Regions from separate parts of the Mus musculus genome. Here region 1 is linked to region 2. A link is a contact called in public Hi-C data. All regions are on one chromosome and are shown on one strand. The core of a region is the stretch at or near the end of the contact, and the rest is flanking DNA. Distances in the headings are between cores, read along the strand shown. Region 1 overlaps Dedd2 (death effector domain-containing DNA binding protein 2). Region 2 overlaps Pou2f2 (POU domain, class 2, transcription factor 2).

Region 1 (7,242 bases), core at 4,551-7,050, 98 kb before region 2:
CTTCCTGGTCCTAAGCTGCTGCTTCTTTGTCTTCTAGGCTCCCCACCAACCAAGCGGCAGCGGCGGAGTCGGGGCCGCCCTAGCAGTGGTGCCCGGCAGCGGCGGAGAGCAGGCCTTGCAGCCTCGCAGCAGCACCAGCAGCACCAGGAGTTGGGCAGGCCCTCCTCAGAAGGCAAGGTGACCTGTGGTAAGTACCCATGGGCCTTGAGAACGCTGTAAAGTGCCTATGGTGGGCCCCGGGGCTGGAGGGTGAGCCATGCCACATTCATCTGGGGTGTGGAAGACCAGGCTGGCCTTGAATTTACAGAGTTCCACCTGCCTTTGCTCCCAAAGTGCTGAGATTTAAAGGCGAGCGCCTCTCTCTCTCTCTCTCCCTCTCTCTCTCTCTCTCTCTCTCTCTCACTCTTGCTCTCTCTTGTCTTCAGCTTTGGCATTTAAAGAGACTGCCTGGCCTTGGGCAGGTGACAGAGGTGGGGCTTGGGGGTCAGGTTCCTGCATCTGTACAGTAAGATGCCAGTGGTCCTGCCTAGAGCTGCTGTCAGAAGAGACAGTCACCCACATAATCCTCTTGGGACACTGCCTGGCCGGGACATGTGCCGAGTGAGGTCTGTGTCAGGGAAGCCCTGTCACTGTAGAGCTGACTTCGCAGTTGGGTGATAATCCATTGGAGCTGAGATTGCTGAGACCAAATGGGTGCTGCCAAGGGCCAGGTGGAGAAGCCAGCCAGACCATAACAGGAGGCTGGGCAGCTGCAACATGAATGGAGTGTGGGTTTCTCTCTGTGCTTCTAGTTTCTTTCGTGTGTGTGTGTGTGTGTGTGTTGGTACAGGTTTTTATTATGTGACCCAGCTTGCCTGGTACTCAATATATAATCCCCAAGCTGGCCTTGACCTTGGAATCCTCTTGCCTCAACCTCCCTAGAGGTAGATTATGTAGACATGTAACCAACATCCTTGTCTCCGGACCAGTCTTTGCCCATGGGATATTCCACTGTGGTCTGGAGGTGTGCTAGGGGATTGGGTATGACAGCCATTTCTGGTCCTTCTATCTCTGAGCTAGATAGACTCAGGGACCCAAAGAAACTCAGATATGGTCTCAGACTCCAGAGTATCTAGGCTGTGGGAACTTGGATAAGAGGCATGGTAGCCAGGCTGACTTGACACAGAGCCAGTGGGGTGCAGGGAATGCTGCAGAGGAGCTGGGCAGGTGGTCCCCCCATGACCTCAGTGTAGAGTGTCCAGTGGAGTCAGGTGCTAGAATGAGAGGCTTTGCCAGTGGGGACAGGGAGATACAGGGAGATATGGCAGGAGCGACCTCCGACTGTGTTCTGGGGCTGCAGAGCCCTAGAATGGCCCGCTTACCATTTCTATCCTTTAACTTTTTCTTTCTGAGCATCTCTTTATCGGGCACTGCAGGCATCGAGGACACAGTGAGACCAGGTAGGGAAGTCCTTGGCCTTCAGGAGTTTTCATGATAGTGTGGGAAGTAAAGAACTCACAGTACCGAGGTGTCATGTCATCTCAGCTGCCACAAAGCCTGGTGGGCCTGCAGGGACATCCTGATGGAGGTGTCACACCAAGTGATGCCAGCGGGAAGCTGCGGAGGCCTCAGTGGCATACGGTCAGCTGAGCAGCTGGCACAGGTTAGGAGACAGAGATGGGGTAGAAGGAAGTGCTGGGTTCTTCTGAATCTATAGGATGTACAAGCCGGAGGCCTTGGCCTGGGTGGTGCCTCCTCTTCCCCTGTGCAGAGCAAGCATAATTTGCATACACCCACCCCTCCCATTGCCCATGTGGCCTTTCAGGCAGTGGGTGTTGGCCTGTTTCAGAGATGAGGTGGCAGATACCTGTGCTCGGTACTGCCAGGAGCACAGCAGCATAGGCAGCCCATGTCCTCACAAGGCGCTGCTGGCTTGAGGGGGTGGCTGCCCGGAGCTGGGAGTCAGGTAATTAATTGCCAGTCATCTGGCTGACTGGGTAAGTTAGGGAGTCACTGCCCTGAGGGTCTGGGCAGACTGTGGAACATCCAGGCTTCAAGTGTCTTCCCTGAGGCCTGGAGGTTGTTAGTCAAGGTGTGGCTGGGACTTGAAGGACCATGAACTGCCAGTCTGACTGCTGAGTCACCTGGCAGGGTGTGGTTGGCTTAGGTTCTCCCTGCTTGGGCCCTAATTTTCCCTTCAGAAAAGTAGTGATGACTTTAACAAGGCAGTGATCCTTCCTGGGCTGACAAAGGAAGGACAGGGCTACTCTTGCTCCTACAAACCCAACAGGCTTGACCCCATTGAGAGGCAAATATAAACTATGAAGTCCTTGAGGGTAGAGGGGGTAGTTGGGGGCACTAGGTTTGGACATAGGCCCCTGAGTCCATACACCTCAGGGCTATCCAGTGGACAGTGCTGGGCCGCTCATTCTCAAGACAGCTATTGACGTAGTGCCTGCGTTCACCGCTGTGTGAGTGTGTTGAAGGGCAAGGGGAGGAAGCCCCTAGTACCAGAGCTGGCAGGAAGCTGCCTTGTTCCCTCTGTCTCCAGAGAGCTTGCAGAGGCCTCTGTTCTCCCTGAGCTGTTTCTGGTGAGAGGAAAGCCAAGTCGGAGGTGTCAGATGGGGCAGGGAGCATCTCAGCGGAGCTCACAGGAGCAAAAAGCCTGAGTGCACATCACCCTGAGTGATCCCCAGGGGCACAGAGGCCATGAGGGTTTGTTTGGTGGAGTGACGATGGGAGAAGACCGCTAAGGGGGCCAGGCAAGAACAGGGTCTTGGCGTGGGGCTCTGGCTACTGTGAAATTTGCTCTGTAGGCTAGATTGGTCTTAAGCTTCTGGTGATCCTCCTGCCTCTGCCTCCTAAGGGTTGGAATGTGGTCTGGCTCCATATCATTTCATGTGTGCAGCAGGGAGACTGGAGGGGGCTTTTCTGAGAACAGTGCCTCATGTGGCCCGCCTAGAACTTGATCCATAGCCAAGGCTGCACTTGAACTTCTGACTCGACTGGCTTTGTCTTCAAGCATGTTGTGCTACCATGCCCATGTTACAACTTTGTAATGAAAAATATACAAGAGCAGAAGGAATGCCCTCATAACCCCCAGGCCCTTTGATTTCAGTTATCCATGGTAACTGACCTCTTCTCCGTGCACCGTGATGTCATCTCTGTGCGCCGTGTTGTCCTGCAGTTATCCCAGTTGTCTTATTACTTACTAAACAGATAGAAGCAATGTCCCTTTTAAAAAAGTTTTTAGACAGGATGGCACACTATATCTCAGGCTGGACTTGAACTTGTAGTAATCCTCCTGCCTCAGCTTCCTATATGTTAGGATTGCAGGCAGATGTCAGCACTCTGCCCATTGACGTTTTCAGGCTCTTTTCCTGGCTCACAGTGGTTCCTTAATCAGGAGGCAGTAGTCACTAACCTCTCTCTGAAGCTTGGTGGCAGCCTCTCCTGTCAGGCTGGCACAGAGCCAGGCAACTGGAGCGGGAGCCTACTGTCCACTCCAGGTGGGCATTTACTCCAGGCTAGCCCTTACTGTGGTGTATATTTCCACGGAGGCTACTTGGGCTGGGCACTTCAGTGCTGTGAGAGTTAGATCTTTGTCCTCAGCACACCCACCCAGGAATGCAAGGGAGGTTCGTTCCAGGGCTCTCAGAGACAGTTGGTAGGCAGCTATGCTTACCACTATACCACCAATGCGAGACTCCAGCTGGAACCTGCTCCCTCCATCAACCTGGTGCTTGCTTGAGAAGACGCTCTCTCTTCTGCATCTTTTTCTGCCCCCAAATGAGAAGGGAACAAGGCGGTGCTCAGGCCCATGTGTGTAGGAATCAGACACAGCTTCCCAACTTTAGGAAGGCAGAGCCTGTTGGGTAGCTGTCCCCAGCATTACCAAAACAGAGTTGTAGGCAGCCTGAGCCAGGCCTGCCCTTCTCTCCGCCTGTCACTTTCTCATGAGTGTCTTGCCCTTGCTCCTGCCTACTTAGTGCTCTCACCCAGCCCCTGTGGTGGTCATCCCTGAGCCAGGGGTCCTTGTCCCCACATGACTCATGCTTAGGGCCCCGGTGCTCACCTTGGTCTCTTTAGGGCAGTGCTGCTAGGACACCACGGGGTTATGGAGAGGTGTGGTTACCTCCAGATGTCCACAGTAGGGGCTTAGCTGTTAAATGAGACCAGACCTCCCAACCCTGCTGTCAGTGACCTTCCCCACAGCTGGTGATGGCCCTAAGCTCTTTTCTCTCTGGCAGACACACCACCCTTCCCATGTCTCTGGTCTTCCTGGCTAATCCAGTGTCTACCTCACACTTCACTTCAAGTGCCATTTTCTAGAACGGAACTCTAAGGTCCCTGCCTATCGTCTTCCCGCCTGGCCTTAGAATGCCCTGTAATTTCATGTTTATATATGCTTGTGTGAGAGGCAGCCGACAGGGTTGGGCGGTTAGTAGCTTGGGCTCAGAACAGAGCTGGTCACCTTGGATAGAATTCTGGAATGGTCCAGCTTGATGATTCAACCTCTGGGCCCCAGTTTCCTCATCCACAGAAGGGAGGCTCAGCATCGCCTCGTAAAGCCGTGGACATGATCAAAGGGCTCAGAGGGCCAGGTGCATGTGTCTGGGGCAGCCAGAAGAGAGTCCACGCAAGTGTCACTTGTTCATGCTGGCTCAGGGTTGAGGAGAGGCTGTGTGGTGAGCAGGTGATTCAGGGCCAGGGTGGCACTGCGGTGGGTGGGGCTCATTGTTGGAGCGTCTTGTCCCTCCCTTTCCTGTGATCTATTTCCAGGTCGGAGGTGGACTGTGCTCTGGTAGGTAGAGTGTTTCCTCATTTGTAATGGCAGTAATGACGGGACCCTTAGGATTAGATGGGGTAAGACAGGAAAAGCCCCCAGGGGTGGGCCTGGCCTGGGAGGGGAGGGCTAACAGTGGGCAGCTTGTCTCTGCCCCACCCATGGCATGCCCTTCTTCATCCTTGGATGCCTGATACTCTGTAAACACCTGGTGAGAGACTGTCCAGCGTCTCTGTTCCACCTTCCCGGGGACGAGCACTCTGAGCAGTAGATGGCTGGTTTCCATGTTTGTTGAGTAACCTGCACTATGGGAGAGGATCAGGGAAGGGCCTGGCTGGGCTGGGCGTGGTGCCTTATGCAGTGCTTTCCTGGGCGAGTTGGCGTGTTCAAGGCACAGGAGGTGGCCGGATCATTCTGTGAGGGTGTAAGGGGAAAGCAGAGTGTGGAAAGGAGGGGCAGGGGTGGTCGAGTTGGTAAAGGAGGAGATTGACTGGACCCAGTGGAGAGGCGGAGGGCCTAGGTAGGGTCACGTGGGGAGAGAGGTGGGTTTCGAAATCACAGTTCCTGATTCTGTGACCTTCGTGTGCTGTGAGCCCCTGAGCCCGGCACTGTACCAGTTGCTCCATTTAATCCTCGTGACTACCGTGCAGCAGGGACCTCTTGTTTGTTTGTGTTTTTCAGATGGGGAAACAGGCTCAGAGAGGTGAGGTCACATGCCCAAGGCCCACAGCTAGAGCGTGGCAGAGCTGGGACTCACTTTCAGGTGTGTGGGACCCCACCAGCTGCCTCTGGCTCTGCCTCTGCCCAGCCCTGTGTGGCCTTGGGCAGCTTCTGACTCCCCCACTCCCATGGTCCCCACCCTCAGTTGGGAAGTGTGGTCAGAGGCTTTTGGGAGGCAAGGATGGGGGCCCAGAGGGCTTATCTGGCCTTGAGGATGAGGGTAGCTGGGTCCACAAGCAGCCGTGGGAGCTGAGGCCGACCCCTCCAGGCTGAGTTCTCTGGGCCTCCAGGGGACAGGATGCGGTTCCCCTCAAGGTAGAAAGAGGAAGGCTTTGGGGCGGGGGGAGGAGGAAGTGAGTGTGGTAAAAGGTCATCTGTGGTGCTGGGGACCTGCCTTCCTGCCTTTTACTCTTTGCTCTCTGTTGAACGGCTGTGAAAGGTGACGGCTCCCACTGCGGTAGAACCTTCTTCCCAGGGCTTCGATTTCCTTTTGGGTTGAAGGTGGCCCTTGACTTCCGGGTTGGGGCATGTCCAGGGTCAGTCACAGCTGTCGGCCACTGTGGTTTCAGGAATAGACACTGAGTTGCAGCCTCCTCACTGGCTCTGTGCTTTCTGTCCCTTCTTGTCTTTGTTATATTCTCATTAACAGCCCTTCAGGCAGGGACTGTGCCCTGGTCTAGGTGAGGACCGGTGTTTACATAGGCTCTGATTTGCCCAGGGGTACTGCTGTCTGGATCCAGGAGTCCCTGCCAGGCTGTGTGACCTTGGACTCCACTTCAGATCTGTAAATGGAGTGTATAGGGGCCTGCCTCACAGGCCTGTGTGTGGCTTGAGCTCTGACTCACACACTTGGAGGTCGTGATGTTTGGCAATTGTTGATGCTATAGAACTATTGGTTGCTGTGGTCCCTAAGCATAGCTGAACCTGACACGACCGTGTCCCAGTAGAGAGGTAATAAGCCCAAACCCATGCTTGCAGCGACTCTTAGAGAACTGTCTTTGTCCCCTTCGCAGAGGTGTTACCTCCTTTGGGCAAGTGCAGGTTTAGGCTAAATGACAGGAACTAACCTTAAAGTGTTTAAGGGAGAGTGGGGAACAATGGCGGTGCCTGCCGGTCCAGTGGTGGTATCTGCTGGTCCTGATGGTTCTTCCTGCTACATGATGGACTCAGGGATCTCTTTCCCTCTGCTGTTGGCTCCGTGTGGGCTTCATTCTCCTCCCTGGGTGTCCTGGTAGCCCTTAGCAGCCCTGGGCTAACCCTGTCATCTAAGAATACTGTACCCTCAGCAGAGCTGGGTCTCCTGGGCTTTGCTGAGGCCCCTTGCTCCCTGAAGCTTGTAGGAGGATGGGCTGTGTTTGATCTGAGATTCTCTCTGTGTGAGAGGTGGGTATGAGGCTGGCTGCCGAAAGCCAGGTCCCTTGGCTTATGCATTGGTTCATTCACAGACACAAATACTGAGCTCTGTATGCCCAGGGTGTGTGCCTGAGCCACACACCAAGTCCTTCAGGGTGTTGCTACCTGGGGAACTCGGGATGCTGCTGCTGGAGTAGGTTAGAAGACAACATGTGCCTTGGGGAAAACCAAGCTGGGTCTGGGGAGCTGGAGAAGCTGCCAGAGAGCGAGGGTGGCGGTGGATCTAGAGTAGGTCTGGTCTGGGTGGGCCTCACCGGGAACTGGGCATCAGAAAAAGGGTTGTAGGAACTGGAGAGAGAATAGCCTCAGCGGACAGAGGCTCAGAGGTGGTGTTGAACGGGATG
Region 2 (7,261 bases), core at 1,074-3,573:
ATGGTGTGCGCTAGCAGGGAAACAGACCGTAAACAAACACAAACCAGCCAACAAGTGGTTCAGAGGAAGGGTGATTCACAAAACGAAACAAGGCCTCGTGGGAAAGGGAGGGGTTGGTCTAATGGGTGGTTAGGAAAGATTTCACTGAGAAGATGGCCTTTGAGAACCTAGGGCTGAGTGAGTCAGTTTTGAAAGAAAAGGGGGTGGGGGTGGGCGTGGGGGGGGGTGTCGGGGAAACAGCCAGGTACAGGCAGAGAGGGAAAGCAGGCTGGCTTGAGCAAGGCTCAGAGGGAAGCGATATGATTGGCTGGAGTGGGGTGGACAAGGAGGCTAGGCACATCTTGTGATCCCAGCACTTGGGGGGTGGGGACAGGAGGATGAGGACTCAAGCCCTGCCTTAGCTATGTGAGACAGTGTCTCAATCAACCAACGAACCCACCACGGGCTGGGGACATAGCTTGGTGTATAAAGTATGCTGACAAAGCATGGTGAAGACTCAGGTAGATCCCTAGCATCCTTGTAAAAATTGTGGGCTCAACAGTTCTTTCTTACCTGCGATCCTAGCTCTGTGACAACAGGACACTTGGGGCTTGCTGGCCCACCAGCCTAGCTGACTTGTTGGCCTTCTGGTTCAATGAGAGACCCTGTCTTAAAACATGAAGTGAAGAGTGACTGCCATCCTGTCCCTACATTCATATATACACATGTATACAGGCATGCGCATGCATGCACGAGTGTACAAAGATAAGTATGTGGGGAGGCAGGCATAAGGGAGAGGATTGAGAGAGAATTTAGTCTATAATTTAGAAATTTTTCTAAAGCCAGGGCTGGTAGCACATACTTATAACTCCAGCACTCAGGAGGCTGAGGCAGAAGGACTGCCCTGAGTTTGAGTTCATCTGGGCTACAGTGTGAGACCCTAACTCAAAAGACCAAAGCACAATTGTTTTAGCTGGAGGCATGGCCACTTGGTAAGGGTGCTTACAGGAGTTCCTGGGTTCCATCTACAGCACTGCATAAACCTCTGGTGCTGGCATATGCCTGTAATCCCAGAACTCACAAGGTAGAGGCAGGAGGCAGTGTTCAAAAGGATCAGAGGGTTCAAGACCACCCTTGGCTACACGGCCGGATGGGGTAGCCTGAAATCCACAACTAGGGTTTGTCACATGCGGGGCAGGCAGGCCGGCAATTAAACCAGGTGCCAAGTCTCCTGAGAGGCGTTCAACAGGGGAGTGGCGTGATTTGATTGACCCCTTATGGCTCCTTGTGTTGGCTGATGGGAAGAGGGGCTATAGATCTGGATGTAGAATCGAGAGCCATTGGAAGTGGGCACACAGGTGGGAGGGGAGGCTGGCTTGCACAGGAAGGGTGTGGTGTAGGAACATGGATTGCATTGGCCAAGAACTGATTTTGGCTTCTGTACCTGGTTGGTTTTCCAAATTAGAAAAGAAGCAAGTGTTTCATTGGACCTGTTGGGTCTTGAATTTACCACCACCACCACCACCAGGGTCTCACCATGAAGCCCTGGCTGACCTCTAACTCAATGAGATCCATAAGCCCCCTCCCTGAGTGCTGGGATTAAAGGTGTGTACCTCCATAGCTAGCCTGAGGAGTCTCTTAATTACTCAAGTTGGGGCCGTCACGCAGGCAGGCCGGTATCTCTGGCTAACACTCCACAGAGCCTGGGTGGGAACTGGACCTTGTTCCTGGTTAAGAGGACAGATTTGAAAGGCAGATGAGGTTCGCACCGTTAACAGCTCACGATGGGGTAGGATGCGTGAGGGGACAGTGGCGGCTTGCGCCTGTGTGTAAGTAATGCGTTCAGATTTCTAAAGCGCTCTCTGAATAATGACATCACTCCGGCCCCAGTGAAACCCGGGGAAGAATTACCCAGTTTTCTCTCATTTCCCAGATAAGAAAGCTGGCACCCAGAGGCAAGAATGATTCAATAATCGTGACTCCAAAGTCAGGCTATTTAACATACTTGTCACCACAAATATTTATCATCTCTGTATGGTAGAAACATTTAAGGTCTCTGGGGGGAGGGGGCAAGCGGGTTCTGAGGTGCAGCTTGCCTGGCATGCCTGAGGTCCTGGGTTCAATCCCTAGCACTGACAATAATAATAATTATAATAGTTGTTGTGGTGGTTTTCAGACAGAGTCTCTTGTAACCCATTCTGGGCTGGAAGTCTCTATGCAGCCCGAGCTGACCTTGAACGCCTCAACTTCCTGCCTCTGCCTCTGAGGTGCTGAGACTGCAGGCATACCCCACATACCACACCCCGCTCTTTTTAGCTGTTTGGAAATATGCAATATGTCATTAACTACAGCTACTTCCCTGCTGTGCCAGAACAACAGAACTTTTCCTTCCTATCTAACCGAAACTGTACCCACTGACAGTGTCACCCTGCTGCCCATCCCCCACGCGCAGAACGCAGTGACAGCTCCTGTTCTCTCCTTTCCCACAGTTCGACTCTTCCCCCCCCCCCCCCCACCGCTCTCCGGCCTATTCTTGAGTCAAGGGTGTATCCAGACCTGGTCACCATCTGCCAACACCCTCCAGTCATGGTGGTGGGGCTTTTCAGGGGCGGGAGGCATGGTGGGGTGAGGGCCTCCTCTCTGTGCACTGGGGTGAGGCGCAGCACCTGGGCCATTGTCGCAGCTGGCCAGCTCCGGGGCTCTGACCTCTTCCCATTCACTCACATAGCTTTCTACCCCACCCCCACCTTCACCCCCAGTGGGGACTGAGGCCCAATGAGAAAGTGATCGCTTACACTGCCATGCCTTCACCCGTGTAGCGCATTAGCTGTGTGTCTGTCTCTCTGTCCCCGTCTGTCTTTTTTTTTTAAAGATTTATTTATTTATTATATGTAAGTACACTGTAGCTGTCTTCAGACACTCCAGAAGAGGGCGTCAGATCTCATTACAGATGGTTTTGAGCCACCATGTGGTTGTTGGGAATTGAACTCAGGACCTTTGGAAGAGCAGTCAGTGCTCTTACCCACTGAGCCATCTCACCAGTCCTTTTTTGTTTGTTTGTTTGTTTTGTTTTGTTTTGCCTTTTTCAAGACAGGGTTTCTCTGTGTAGCCCTGGAACTCACTCTGTAGACCAGGCTGGCCTCGAACTCAGAAATCTGCCTGCCTCTGCCTCCCGAGTGCTGGGATTAAAGGCGTGCGCCACCATGCCCGGCTTCCCAGTCTGTCTTTAGCAAAGCATAGTCAGACTGCCCTGTAACCTGTTGGGTAGTGTATGCACTGGAAGCAAGAACTGGCTCCTTCCCAGGCTGGGTGTGGTGATGGTAATGCCCACCTATAATCCCAGCATTGAGAAGGCAGAGGCAGGAAAGATTATAACAAGTTTGAGGCCAGCCTGGGCTATATAGTGTGTTCCCAGCCAGCCTGGGCTACATAATAAACTGAATCGTAGAAAAGAGCTGGTCTCTTCCCTTCTCAGCTTCAGTAGGGTATGCTAACCCTCCCAGCTGGTTAGAGACAAAAAAATTGATTTATAAAATAGGCTGTCCAGGGTCTCTTCCAGCAGCTGTCAGCTCACTCAACTTCACCATTTGAGGCTTGAGTAGCGCGCCCCCAAGTGGCTAAAGAGAGCCAAGCGGCCTCTGGATTGTAGACCGATGGGGCCTCCTACTGGCCAAGCCCTGTGCCGGGTCTACTCCCTCCACGCTAAAATCTCTAACGATTTTTATTCCTTCACTCAGCAAATTAGGGTAGGGTTGGATATGTGCGGGCACCTTTCTTGGCGAGGATAAAGTAGACGGTTTTGTGTGTCTGTCGTAGCTGAGAGAAAGACAGGAAGCAGTTCCAGAAGAGCAGAGGAGAATGTGATGTGAAGAATGGCTTCGTGACAGGGAAGGGAGATAGGGGAGCAGGTGGCCGCCTGAGGAAGAGCACTGATGGAAACGTGAATGAAGTGGAAGGGGGTGGGTCTTAGCATAAATAGCAAAGGCCTGGGCTGAGTGACAAGCACTGGAGGTTCATTTCTGGCTTGAGTGACAAGGAGGGGCTGTGTGGCCGGACAGGGATCAGAGGGCAGGAAAGTCTCAAGGAGAGGAAAGGCCCGGCCGAGCCAGGCTGCAGCCAAGTGCTTGGATGCTATCCCACATGGGGACAAAAGACAGTGCAGGCCAGATGGTTTAAAGTTCACAGTAGGACTGGTGAGATGGCTCAGTGGTTAAGAGCACTGACTGCTCTTCCGAAGGTCCGAAGTTCAAATCCCAGCAACCACATGGTGGCTCACAACCATCCGTAATGAGATCTGACGCCCTCTTCTGGAGTGTCTGAAGACAGCTACAGTGTACTTATGTATAATAATAAATCTTTGGGCGAGCGCGTATTGCCAGGCAATGGTGGCACACTTCTTTAATCCTAGCACTTGGGAGGCAGAGACAGGGATTTCTGAGTTTGAGGTTAGCCTGGTTTGCAGAGTGAGTTCTAGGATGGTCGGGACTGCACAGAGAAACCTTGTCTTTAAAGATGGCTCAGCAGTTAAGAGCACTGGCTGCTCTTCCAGAGGTCCTGAGTTCAATTCCCAGCACCCACATAGTGGCTCATAACCATCTATTATAGAATCCGATACCCCTTTCTGGTGTGTCTGAAGACAATGACAGTGTACTTGTCTTAAATAAATAAATCTTGAAAGAAAGAGAGAGGAAGAGAGAGAGAGAGCAAACAAGCAAAAACATTTTTTTCATCATGATGCTTTTTTGCATCTTACCAAAACCTTTTGTGGAAACTAAAAAAAAAAAAAATTTAAAGTTTGCATCAAGTCACATGCATCCAAAAGGACATGAAAATGAGTGGACTGGATCTGTGGGAGTTGGGGGCGGGCAGGAGAGGGTAACAAGGCAAATATGGCTGAAATACATAGGTGCAGTATGGAAATATCAGAAGCCCAGTGTCATATATAATTAATATATACTAATAACAGTTGGGCCATGGGGTGGCTCAGCACATAAAGATGCTCCCTGCCGAGGCGCGAGGTCACATCCCAGCACTCAGGTGACAACCCACAAGCACCCGTGACTCTGCCTATGAGGAGTCTGACTCCTTCTTCAGGCCTCCATGTGTACACACTTACAGCCACACACATACATATGCATGTGCACACACCCAACCCACACCCAGACATCTGCAGCAGGAGGATGGCAGGTCATGGTCAGCCTCAGCTACACGGGGAATCTCGAGCCAGCTCGAGATTCATGTAGTCAGCTACATGAGACACTGACTCAGGAGAAAAAGAACCTCAGAAGTCTGTTGCTATCAGACCCTCTCTGGGTGCCTGGGAGTAGATGTGCTGTGACTTGGACCAGGATGGTGACAGTGGAAAGGGGAAGAAAAAGCAATGGGGGGGGGGGGGTGGATGGGCTGCACGGGAAGGGGAGAGGAAGGCAGGGATCAAAGTTGGCTCCCAAGTCCCAGTCTGTGTAGCCAGACTGGGGTATGGCTACAGTTGTTTATTTTGTTTTACTAAGACATGCCTCTGCCTGCTAGAGGCTCAGCCTAGCAGAGGAAGGATAGGCATTAGCAAGTGCACCGCCCTGTAAGGAGGGCGGTAGAGACAGGACGGGTGACCCTTTGTGGGCCCTGAAGGGTGCACCACTTGGAGAGCCTTTGGAAGAAAGACATCAGCCGGGTGGTACTTACCTGGGATGCTAGCACTTGGGAGGAGGAGGCAAGGAAGACCAATGGGCTCGAAAGGCTATCCTGCCTAAGGCAATGAGTATCAAGCCAGGCAGAGCTACTGGGAGGGGAGGGGAGGGGTAGGGAGGGAAGGAGATAGGAAGGGAAGGAGGACGGAGAGGGAGGGAGGAGAGGAAGGGAAAGAGACAGAGAATGGTAGAGAAAATGAGAGAGGCAGAGAGAGAGAGTGTGTGTGTGTAGGGAATATGAACTATAGAATTGAGTTCTGAACCTTAGATGGCGCCACTATCATGGACATTTAAGTTTCGCTGCTTCTCAGCTGATCCACAGCTGGAGGGACAGGGGCGTGGGGAGTTTTATAGGGCTTAGGGTATCTGGGGAACAGTAGAGTAGATTCAGTCCCGAAGGATGTGGTATCCTTTGTCAAATTATGAACAGCATGCCAAACACAAGCACACAGATCAGGTTCCCAATAACAGTGCACTCCCATGCTGGTGGCACACAGATCAGGTTCCCAATAACAGTGCACTCCCATGCTGGTGGCACTCGGAAGCCTTCAGAGATCGGGACATGCAAATAGAAATGCAAGCAGGATCCCACAGGAGGTCATGACCACATGGGGAAGTTTGCGTTATTGCTGATTCCAGGGACTCGGGTTATTTCTCTGATCCAGAGCTGGTGTGCACTTGAGCTGGAGCAGAGGCCCTTCGTGGGAAGGACGGCACACGTGCACACATCTGGTGGCTTCACACCCAGGAATGGAACTGTTGGGTGATAAGGAAGGCAGGTGCATGCCCAGCTTGAATTAGTTTGCTCGCGCTGCTGTAACAAAGAGCCACCGTCTGGTGACTTAAACCGCAGACCGTTCTGGAAGCCGGGAGTGTGGCAGGAGGTGTGGGCACGGCCTCCAGTCCTCTCCTGTTGGCTTGTAGACACCTTCTTTCCTGAGCCTGTTTACATCATCTCTGCTCTATTTGTATCTATATCAAAATTTGTTCCCCTTTAAAACAAACATTTGCCTTCCATGTGTGTAGTGGGTTGTGGGTCTGTGTTCTGCACTGCCCTGGTGGTTGGGGTATGGAAGAGTCGCTGGGGAAAGCACAAGACATGGTTCAGGGGGTGGGAGAACGTGGTCTAAGATGTGGCAGACCAAAGCTGGGGTCCCCTGACTTCCGGCCATTGTGGTGTCACACATCGTAGTCAGGAATGAAGGATTGGGGGTCCACAGGCCACAGGTCGGAGATGAGGCCTGGAATGCTGGGGACCCTCTGGCTGAAGACAAGGATGACAAGTGGGGAACTTCATCAGTGAAAGTCCTTAGCTTAGCGACTGTTGTTTGGAAGCTCAGAGAGGCCTTCTACAGGAGACTTAGGCCGTGGCTCTGTAGATGAAGGCCTTCTCCATGCTCCCCAGGATAGTTAGTTCTCCATGAAAGAGACAGTCCACATTTATCCATACTGGAGGAGTGTCTAGAGAGGAAAACCCTCAGGGCCTCTAGGTATCTCATTAGCATGGAGAACTCTGATGTGGGGAGTGTGGCCAGGAGTCAGATAGGGGACAGGGAGGCACTTACCGTCTCAGGTGGGTACCTAGATACCAGGGT

Evidence for each region. A called contact is a pair of places that touch in the nucleus more often than the background predicts.
Region 1: a contact with region 2 is called in a Hi-C map of bone marrow-derived macrophages, with 41 read pairs. The contact joins two enhancer-like sites. A contact is called at or near these places in 6 of 39 promoter capture datasets (the C10 cell line, the HPC-7 cell line, cranial neural crest and 3 more), 1 of 15 datasets of contacts at CTCF or cohesin (CD8 T cells), 19 of 484 Hi-C or Micro-C datasets (B cells, LSK cells, Th1 cells and 13 more), 24 of 115 datasets of contacts at active chromatin or transcription factors (the 230-238 cell line, the HPC-7 cell line, the SCID.adh cell line and 15 more) and 3 of 9 other capture datasets (adipose tissue, liver and pancreatic islet).

Annotation. Positions count from the first base shown.
Region 1 is chr7:25,204,094-25,211,335 of GRCm38.p6, reverse strand. It overlaps Dedd2 (death effector domain-containing DNA binding protein 2), which reads left to right. Exons shown (of 5, transcript NM_207677.3): 4 at 38-187. Among named protein-coding and RNA genes, the nearest start is that of Mir7048, 10 kb to the left of the region's middle. Within about 2 kb of position 5,800, at least 92 of the 459 cell types and tissues checked have an H3K27ac peak or open chromatin away from gene starts, as enhancers often do. A contact at or near this core is called in B cells, CD8 T cells, acute myeloid leukemia and 1 more, where this site is marked.
Region 2 is chr7:25,102,338-25,109,598 of GRCm38.p6, reverse strand. The region is part of intron 5 of Pou2f2 (POU domain, class 2, transcription factor 2); the gene reads left to right. Among named protein-coding and RNA genes, the nearest start is that of Mir6537, 8.8 kb to the right of the region's middle. Within about 2 kb of position 2,323, at least 43 of the 459 cell types and tissues checked have an H3K27ac peak or open chromatin away from gene starts, as enhancers often do. A contact at or near this core is called in B cells, CD8 T cells, acute myeloid leukemia and 1 more, where this site is marked.